Linked DNA regions of Canis lupus: region 1 is linked to region 2. The links are chromatin contacts, called in public Hi-C maps. All regions are on one chromosome and are shown on one strand. Each heading gives the region's core, a stretch centred on a gene start, on an enhancer-like site or on the middle of the called end of the contact. The rest is flanking DNA. Distances are from core to core; before and after follow the strand shown.

Region 1 (4,602 bases), core at 1,710-4,209, 210 kb after region 2:
TTGAAAGTAGGAAATTAGGGGAATAAAAGATATTTCTAACTAAACCAAATAAAATCTTGTATTTAAAATACAACAATAGGGAGAACAATAGGAAAATTAGGATATATTTTAGGCAAGCTTCCATCTTATTTACTTTTCTTTCTGATGTATTGAAAATAACACGATAGATCATGCATTTAAAATCTGCCAAGGTAGCTGAATAGTACTTATTAAACAGGACCTACATATATGCTCTATACCTATATAATCTGTCCAAAAGAAAAGGTATCCACATGGCATGCTGAATTTTCTCTATTGTTTTACATAATAATTACATTCTAAAACCAAAGCTTCATACAATAAGGGTTTATAACAACAGTTTAAAAAAATAGAAACCACGAAGTAATTGAAGTACTTAGAAGCATGCAAATGTAAAGGATATATTTAACTCCAGCTCTGCTTTTAAAGCTTAATAAAAAAACATAGGTCTAGTACTAAAGAAATTCCTTGACATTTCAAACTTAGATGATATAATTATTAGAGCAAACAAAATTTTCAACTTACCTGGTTTCTTTCTGGATTTTTCATGACCCAGCTGTCCTAGATCATTACATCCACATGTGTACACTGTTCCATCATCCAGGACAAATACAGTATGTCTGAGTCCACATCCCACATCTCGGACCTTTTTATTTATAAAAAAGTCACTTTTTCTGGGCTCTAGTACAATTTCTTCATCAATTCCACCCAAACCTAGCTGTCCAAAAGATGCATTTCCCCAGCACAACATGTTTGTAATTCTTTTGGTCTTCCAGTTTCAATAAAAACCTTCCTTCTGAAACACTGGAAAGTTGGAGGTATCCCTATGTCTGAAGAGATACAAAAAAAGTTAATATGACTTCAAGGAAAACACGTATAATTATTCTCTCAAGTGCTATGCTACAGTAATTACTGCATAGTAAACATGGAACCTATTTTATCAGATGCTACATAAGTATCATCCGGTTTCAGAAACCAAACAACTGTATTTTTAGAAATATATAGAATCATTTACAAAAAAATTCTCTCCACAATTCTTTGCAAAATTTAAAACTTATTACTAGAGTTGCTACCTTGTGAAATCATTTCACTCTGAGCAAGAAATAAAACATCTACCCACTACCCCCAAATCAATATATACACAGTGAAAAACTGTGCCAACTACACAAACAAAACCCTGCAATCCCCCTCAAAGCCTAACATAATTAAGCCTTTAAATACCCACCTCTGCATCAGCAAACTGAAGTTATTTGTAACAGAAATAAAACCAATAATGGAAACTTTAAACTTCCCACAATTTATATAATCTTCCAATTATTCACACTAACACACCCTACAGAACAGCACGGTTCTCTCTTCAAACCTCAATCTTAAGACAATCGCCTCCCAAGACATTTTACAGATCAAAATAGTAATACTCCTACCTCATCACTTAATTTTAAAACTAAACCTACGTAATTACATACTCACAAAAGAAAATACGCGGTTTAAATATCAAGATGCTCTCCCCAATCCAACATTTTCTATTACGAATGGTAACTCTGACTGAAAAATATTTCCCGTGGGCAATCTGTATCTATCTACACCTCTGAGACAAGTATTTGGAAACGGGGAGGAAAAAAAAAAAAAAAACTGCAAATAACCCCAGTACTGCCGATTTTTCAAGAACAGGAATGGGGGGATGGGGCATTAATAGTCTGGTGGCGAAATCTGTAGAACTTTCCAGTACACTGAAGATTTCTTCCCTTGTAAAGACGCCTATCAAAGAGTCCATTTCATGCAAACCCACACAGATTTTTAAACACATCACGTTACTAAATAACAATTACAGAAAGTCAGCCTTATTCCCGCTGTAGTCACCCACATTCCTTACACAGAACCTGAGAAGTTTCAAAATCCAACTTTCCTACGTTCGGGCTAGCTATTACCAAAGCTGTCCATTCCATGACCTATCCATTCAGAAAAGTTTGGTTTTATTCTTTTGGGACATCGGAACTCGATGGTTCCCAAGAGTTCTGCATTGTCTAACCTTTTTTTTTTTTTTTTTTTTTTTTAAGAATAGAGGACAGAAAAATACCTCAAATATTTCAGCGCATGAGGGTTAATCATCCTTTTCTTTTAAAAAGTCAGAAGATATGAAAAAGGCGTCCTCTCGCTAGCAACAGGTAGGGGAATGAGAAGCACTTTATTCCCATCATCCCCCGAACAGGCACTCGGATCAGCTCACGGGAACCAGGAGAGAGAAATCGTCCGTACACACCCAGCCCCGCGGGCCGATCGGCCAACCACGGCAGCCGCCCGCTCGCAGCAGCCGCAGAGGCCACCGACAGGGTCCGCAGTTCGGCGGCCCTCAATCCGAGGGAGGCCCTTCCCCAAGGAGGTGCGACATTCCAGCCCCCCGGCCCGAGATCCCCCACCGTCCGCGCCGCGCCCCCCGCCCCCCACCCTGAGGAAGCGCTGAGAAAGCACCCAGCGCCAAGCCGGCCTGTATCCGCCCGGCCCGGCCTGCCCCCTCCCTAACGCCGTCACACGCCCCCGAACCCACCGGGGCAACGACTCACCCAGCCCCTCACGGCAGGGGAAGCCCAGGGCGACGGGGGGCGGCGCCTCCCCAGAGAGTGAGGCAGCGCGGCAGCTGAGGCAAGCGGCAGCTGAGGCAAGTCTCCAGCTCCTGGACCTTCCTCCTTCAGCCGCCGGCGACGAACACCAGAGCTGCTCCGGCGTCCGTGCTGCTGCTCCGCGGCTCCCCTCCTTGGCTCCTGTGAAACTTTACCGGGTACCTAGAGAAAAACAGCAGCCGCCGCTGTCCAGTCCAGAGACAGCCGTCAGCGACCCGGATGGAGCGGGCGGGGAGGGACAGGCGGCAAGCGGGGCGGAGAGCGCGAGGGGTGGGGAGAGTTGGGGAAGAGACTGGGGAGGAGAAGGGAAAGGGGGAAGGTAGGTAGGCGGGGAGGGGGAGGGGCAGGCCGGAAGTGAGCTACGGAGCACGCGCACGAGCCCGCCCACTTCCCGGTCCACGCGCCTGCGCTGGAATCCTCCCAGGGCACCTCGACTCGCGCGCCTGCGCAGTGTTGCTGCTTTGCGTTGCTTGGAGGAAAATGCCAAATACAGAAGTTGGAGTTGGCCAAGGCGGTTGGGAGTGTTTTGCGTGTCTTGTAACAAAGGTTCTGCGCGCTGAATGGCATTTTGGTGAAGAAAAATCTCTCCGTTTGCTGGTTTGGCTTTCTCCCTAGAGGCTCCAGTCTATTAGGTCATGCTTCCTTTTTCCAAAGAGAATTTGGAGTGGCAGATACACATCACAAATCCGAATACAAAGACGGGTGAAACCTTTTCTTATACCCTTAGCCTCAACGGGAGCTAATCTGAGGATGCCAGGTATATTCATAGCAATGACTGAACCAGCTGGCAAATGTATCCGCCCCACCAGTTCAGGCTCCTGGTGTGATGGCTGCAATCGCTTTCTGCGCTCTGCCTGAAAGATACACTACACAGTGCAGGGCCTCCTTCATTCAGAGAAAATTAAGCAGTGCATGTGACTGGAGTCCTTGCTTCATAAAAACGGAATCTGGCTTTCCTAGGGCAGTGTTCATAACAGTCTCTTAAAAATGAAAACTTGAAACAAGGTACTCCTGAAATTTTGCTAGACTTTGCTAGAACCTGTGACATCAGAGTGAATGTTGAGAGCTCAGGAAGCTTTCCTCAATAAACCACGTTTCTTTATTTCATTGAAAAATCAATTTCAGATTAGGAAATGTCTGTGCTAGAATGTGTATGTGTATTATTTTCTCACAGCTGCCATGACAAAGTATCATTAATTGGATGAATTAAAACAGATTTGCTGTCTCACAGTTATGGAGACTGGAAGTTGGCAATCAGTGTTGCAGCAGGATTGGTTCTCTCTTGAGGTCTCCGAGGAGGATACTCTCCATACATTTTTAACTTCTGGGGGTTGCTGACAATCTTTGGTATTTCTTCATTTGCCGATGCATCACTCTAATCTCTGCCTCCATCTCTGTATGATGTTCTTCCTGGTGTGTCCATGTCCAAATTTCCCTTTTATAAGGACACCATTCATTGGGTTAAGGTCCACCCTGATCCATTATGACCTCTTTTTAACTGAATTACATCTGCAAAGACCCTCTTTCCAAATAAGGTCACATTTTCAGGTACTAGAATTTAGAGAGAAGCATATCTTTGGGGGATTCAATTCAACCCACAACAATGTATTATAGAAACAAGCATAAAAATGTCAAGATACTTAAGTAAAGAAGGCATAATTTCCATATTGGGAGTGGTGGGATACTAACAAAAACATACTTTGTTTTTATTTTGATAGCTTCATTGCCCTGGACTTTTGTTGTCTTTTTTACCTTAAGGATTTGATGTCTCAATATATCATTAAAGGGGGAAATTGTGGGATATGATATCTTTAAGATGTGTACTTGACATTGCAACAAATAAACACTAAAACTTGAGTGGCTTAATTTAATGGAAGTATATTTTCTTTTATATTTTAACAGCCCAATTGAGTGTTCCTAATGAGTGATGAAACTGATTTCTAGGAACCTTGGGAGATGGAGGCAC
Region 2 (5,259 bases), core at 512-3,011:
TCTCCAGGATCGCGCCCTGGGCCAAAGGCAGGCGCCAAACCGCTGCACCACCCAGGGATCCCTAGGGTTTGTTTTTAATGCTCATTGGGGTTTTCTCCCCAACAAAGGTAACAAAAATCATGTTGGGACCTCTGGTTAGTATTTGGAGAAATGATAAATGATAAAGCTAGAACCATTTCTCCTTATGCCAAAATAAATTACATACAATCAAATAACCCAGAAGCCATAGAAAAATTAACCAATATGAGTATATCATTTTCTTTTTAAGTAGCCTCCACACCCAGCATGGAGCCCAACTCGGAGCTTGAGCTCACAACGGTGCGATCAAGACCTAAGCTGATATCAAGAGTCCATGGCCTTAACCAACTGAGGCACCCAGACCCTCCAATGTGAGTATATCAATAGTAAGTGCATTTTTGTGGCAAAAAAAAAAAAGAAAAAACCAGCAAAATCAGAAAGTTAACAATGTGCAAGGAGAACAATTTCATAATTCTCAGACAAAAGACTAACTTCCTTAATTTACAAAAAGTGCAAACAAATTAGTAAGAAAAAAACTAACAACCCAGTAGAAAATTGGGCCGAGAATATGGATACTTTTAGAAATATAGATGGCCAATATACATTAAGAGTATCACCTCATTTATAACTATGAAACTGCTAATCAAAAGAAAATAAATTGTTCACCTTTCAGGAAAGTGGAATTTGTAAAGTTTGATAATACCCAACACTAGTGAAAAAGTAAACACACTCATACATTAATGGATAAGAGTGTATATTGGCACAATTTGGCAAATTGGTGGTAATTAAGATTTATAAAGCTGTATCTTCTTAACCAGGCAATTTTGTCTCCATGAATTTACCCTGTGGATTTACACCAAAATATGTTCAAGGTGATCACTGCAACATTCTTTGCAACAGAAAAAAATCAGAAACAACTAAAATATCCCTCGATGGACCGGAGAAGAAGATGGCAGTAGATGAATAAATTATGGTATTTGCAGAATAAACTACTATACAGTCATTAAAAAGAGTAAGATAGCTTTCTCTGCAAGTACGGAAAGATCTTCTAAGATGGATTATCAAATGAAAAGGGAAGTTTGAGAAGCATATTATAGCATTATCACTTTTGTGCAATTATACATATTGCACCTTATATCTTCTTTTAAAGCTGGTGTTTGGGACGCGTGGGTGGTTCAGTGGTTGAGCGTCTGCCCTCCACCCACGGCGTGATCCTGGAGACCCGGGATTGAACCCCACGTCGGGCTCCCTGCATGGAACGTGCTTCTTCCTCTGCCTGTGTCTCTGCCTCTCTCTCTCTCTCTCTCTCTGCGTATCTCATGAATAAATAAATAAAATATTTTTTTAAAAATAAGAGAAATAAAAAGCTGGTGTTTTTCTTCTTAGATGGGCAGGTACAGAAGAGAGGCTTTTAGTTTCCGTTTATACCTTTCTGAACTGTTGGTACCAAGTCCAAGTAGCCACACCACCAGTTTTGGTTTTTTGTGCTTTTTAGTATTCTAAAAGAGCAACTACCATTTGTTTTATTTACATATAGTTACTGAAAAAAAACTTTCAAAATACATACTCCAAAACACATAGTAGTAATTATGTAGAACTTTTTAACAGACTTACAGTTCTTTGCACCTCAAGACTCTGAGTCAGACGCCCAACCCCAGAACCAACCGCAGAAAAAATACCCAATCTCCTCTGGCACCTGGAGGCGTCGCCCACCCCCGGGACTACAACTCCCACGAGGCACTGCGGGACTGGCGTAAAGGGCGTCGCCGGAAGTCCCAGTTACGTCCCGCCTCCAGGAACCATCCCTTCGAAAGTGTTTTTGGTGTTTGTTTTGTTGGGAGTTGGGGGGTTAGTTTGGGGGGAGGTTGTTTGCTTGTTTTTTAAGATTTTTATTTATTTATTCATGAGAGACACGGGGGCGGGGAGCAGGGACACAGGCAGAGGGAGAAGCAGGCTCCATGCAGGGAGCCCGACGCGGGACTCGAACCCGGGTCTCCAGGATCATGCCCTGGGCCGAAGGCGGCGCCAAACCGCTGAGCCAACCGCGGATCCCCGGGTTTTGTTTTTTGTTGCTTTTTTTTTTTTTTTAAATCAAATGCTCTAGTCTTTAAGTGGCAAGGGGAAAAGGAGCTAAAGGTCGTGGAAACCAGAGGAAACCTAGAAGTTCTGACTACAAGCCCCAGAAGCGCCGAGCGAGAAGAGAAATTAGGCAGCAGATCGGCGGGCTCCGCGCAGCCCCGAGCGCTTCTCGGCCTGGCCGCTCTCCGGCCTCGCGGCTTCCCTCCAGTCTCGCGCCAGATTTCTGTCGTGCTAAACAAAATCGGCACTTTTCCATGGCGGTTTTTGGCGACCCGAGCTTTCATCTTAGGTTTAGTAACCCGGCTTCCAGAAACTGCCTTTACCCCTTCGTCTTGATTTCCCACGACGCCCCGCCCCGCCCCCGGCTCAGGCTCAGGCTCAGGCTCAGGCTCAGGCTCAGGCTCAGGCTCAGGCTCAGGCTGGGATCCCGCGCGCCACTGGTGCGCTGTTAGGCCTCCGCGCGGCCAGGCTCTAGCCTGCGTGTTCCCGCGGGAAGGACCGAGCCCGCCAGGACCTTAGCCTCACCTGTGTCCGCGTCACCTGGTCGTCCCCTCCTGGCTGTGAGAGCGAAGCGGGCTTTGGAGAGCAGTGCAGGATGTTGAAAGGAGTCTTTCTGTTAAATCAGACATACAGTCGAATTTGTGAAACATCCTTTAAAGGCTGTTGAAAAAAAATTAAAAAAAAAAATAAAGGCTGTTGAAAAAAATAATAATAAAATAAAATAATAAAAAAATAAAGGTTGTTGAAACATTGCTTTGAAGCTTTAATCTGTGATCCCATTCCTTTTTTTTTTTTTTTTTTTAATTTTTTGTGATCCCGTTCCTAATAGTATAGGGAGGGATATGGATAGTGGGAAGGTTATGCGTGTTGGGGGAAGAGGGGTATGTGGAAACTATACTCAATTTTGCTGTGAACCTAAAACTAAAAAGGAAAGCTTTTATTAATTTAGGAAAGTAAAAAAAAAAAAAAAATTAGAAAAGTAATAGCAAGAACAGGTAATGTAGGGCAGCCCGGGTGGCTCAGCAGTTTGGCGCCGCCTTCAGCCCAGGGTGTGACCCTGGAGACCCCGGATCGAGTCCCACGTCCCGCTACCTGCATAAAGCCTGCTTCTCCCTTTGCCTGTGTGTGTGTGTCTCTCTCTCTACTCTGTGTCTCTCATGAATAAATAAAATCTTAAAAAAAAAAAGAGAACAGGAAGTTATAACCCATATTGAGCTCCTACTCTGTGCTAACAGTAAAGCTGGGGTTTGAGCGCTGCTGTGTCTGACTCCTGAGCCCATAGAGAAGAAAATGCATAAAAACGCTACATTAAATTATCCAGCCAGAATTTTGGTGTATTGGAAAATGCACACGACAAGGCTGTTAGGAGACCTGATTTCTAGCATCAGCTCTCCACTGGCTCCTTGTAGAGCCATACTTCCTTGATTTGTGCCAGAGCAATGATTCCCAACGGTAAAGGCTTCCCCTGAATCATCTGGTGACCTGGTTCAAGGCCAGCTTCTGCTTCAGGATATCTGGGTGTGGTTTGAGATTCTCCGTATTTGACAAGCCCCCAATGAGGTCCCTGTTGATCCAGGGATCACACTCCAAGTAGCAAAAGGACTCGCTCTAACACTGGAGCACTCTTATACTCAGTAGTTCTTTCCCCTTTAACTTTATGGCCTTTACTCTCAAGGAATTATGAAAGGATTGTCAAAAAGGAGAGTAAATAAAAATGCCTCTCTCAAGACACAAAAATAAAAAATAACTTTTTAAACTATGGTAAAAATGCCTCTAGAAAGATACACAAGAAACTCATAAGAGCATCTGCCTTCAGAGAGGGGGACTAAATGCCCAAGTATAGGAATGGTAGGTAAATTTTACTATATACTTTTATATCTGTGGAATTTTCACTATTCTGTATGTATTTTCCATTTTTAAAAAATTATTTATTTTAATGATCATAAAGTGGTTAATATGCCATTTGTTAGTAAACAAAGAAGTCATCAAGTTATTGGTTTCTATTACTCTAACAGATTTATTTTAAACAATAAAATTCATTAAATAGTCACTTGATAATGTTTGGGAAACAAGCACTTAAATATGTTACTGAAGGAGGTGCCTGGCTGGCTCAGTCAGTGGAGCATACAACTCTTTTTTTTTTTTTTTTTTTTTTTAGATTTTATTTATTTACTCCTGAGAGACACAGAGAGAGAGGCAGAGACATAGGCAGAGGGAGAAGCAGGCTCTTCACAGGGAGCCAGATGCAGACTCGATCCTGGAACCCGGGGATCACACCCTGAGCCGAGGGCAAATGCTCAACCACTGAGCAACCAGGCATCCTATGAGCCACCTGAGCATCCCAGAGCATGCAACTCTTGATCTTGGGGTTGTGATTTTGAGCCTGCATTGGGTGTAGAGATTACTTAAAACATCTTGTAAAAAAAAAAAAAAAATAAGTCCCTGGTATTTCAGCTTTTTTCCCCTTCTCAAATAGAATTGCAATGGAGGGGCAGCCCCGGTGGCGCAGCGGTTTACCGCTGCCTGCAGCCCGGAGTGTGATCCTGGGGACCGGGAATCGAGTCCCACATCGGGCTCCTTGCATGGAGCTTGCTTCTCCCTCTGCCTGTGTCTCTGCCTCTGTGTGTGTGTGTGTGTGTGTGTGCGCGTGTGTGTGTCTCACGAATAAATAAAAAAAGTCTTAAAAAAAAAAAAAGCATTGCAATGGAGCATACAGTAATCAAATCAGATATGATGATCACTTTAAAAAGTAGTGTCTTGGGGATCCCTGGGTGGCTCAGCAGTTTAGCTCCTGCCTTTGGCCCGGGCCTCGATCCTGGAGTCTCGGGATCGAGTCCCACGTCAGGCTCCCGGCATGGAGCCTGCTTCTCCCTCCTCCTGTCTCTGCCTCTCTCTCTCTCCCTCTCTCTCTCTCTCTCTATGTCTATCATAAATAAATAAACAAATAAATAAAGTAGTGTCTTAAGGACATGAAACTGGGCCAAATCATCCATGTGATAACTCCTGGCAGTAAGATCTGTGATTCTCTGACCCTATGAGTCCTGACTCCCAGAACATACACAAGGATCTTCTAGTGTGGCTACACATCAAAATCACTTTGTGAATATATCTATACACACACACATACATATGTATACAAATATACAGGGCAACCTGGGTGGC

What was found. A called contact is a pair of places that touch in the nucleus more often than the background predicts.
Region 1: a contact with region 2 is called in a Hi-C map of blood, with 3 times the contacts expected there. The contact joins the promoter of HERC4 here to the promoter of DNAJC12 in region 2. A contact is called at or near these places in 2 of 9 Hi-C or Micro-C datasets (amygdala and blood).

What each region holds. Positions count from the first base shown.
Region 1 is chr4:20,067,246-20,071,847 of UU_Cfam_GSD_1.0, forward strand. It overlaps HERC4 (probable E3 ubiquitin-protein ligase HERC4), which reads right to left and starts at 2,960. Exons shown (of 25, transcript XM_038534091.1): 1 at 2,580-2,960; 2 at 544-848. The coding sequence starts at 769.
Region 2 is chr4:19,859,004-19,864,262 of UU_Cfam_GSD_1.0, forward strand. It overlaps DNAJC12 (dnaJ homolog subfamily C member 12), which reads right to left and starts at 1,762. Exons shown (of 6, transcript XM_038534079.1): 1 at 1,633-1,762. It also overlaps the pseudogene LOC106558672.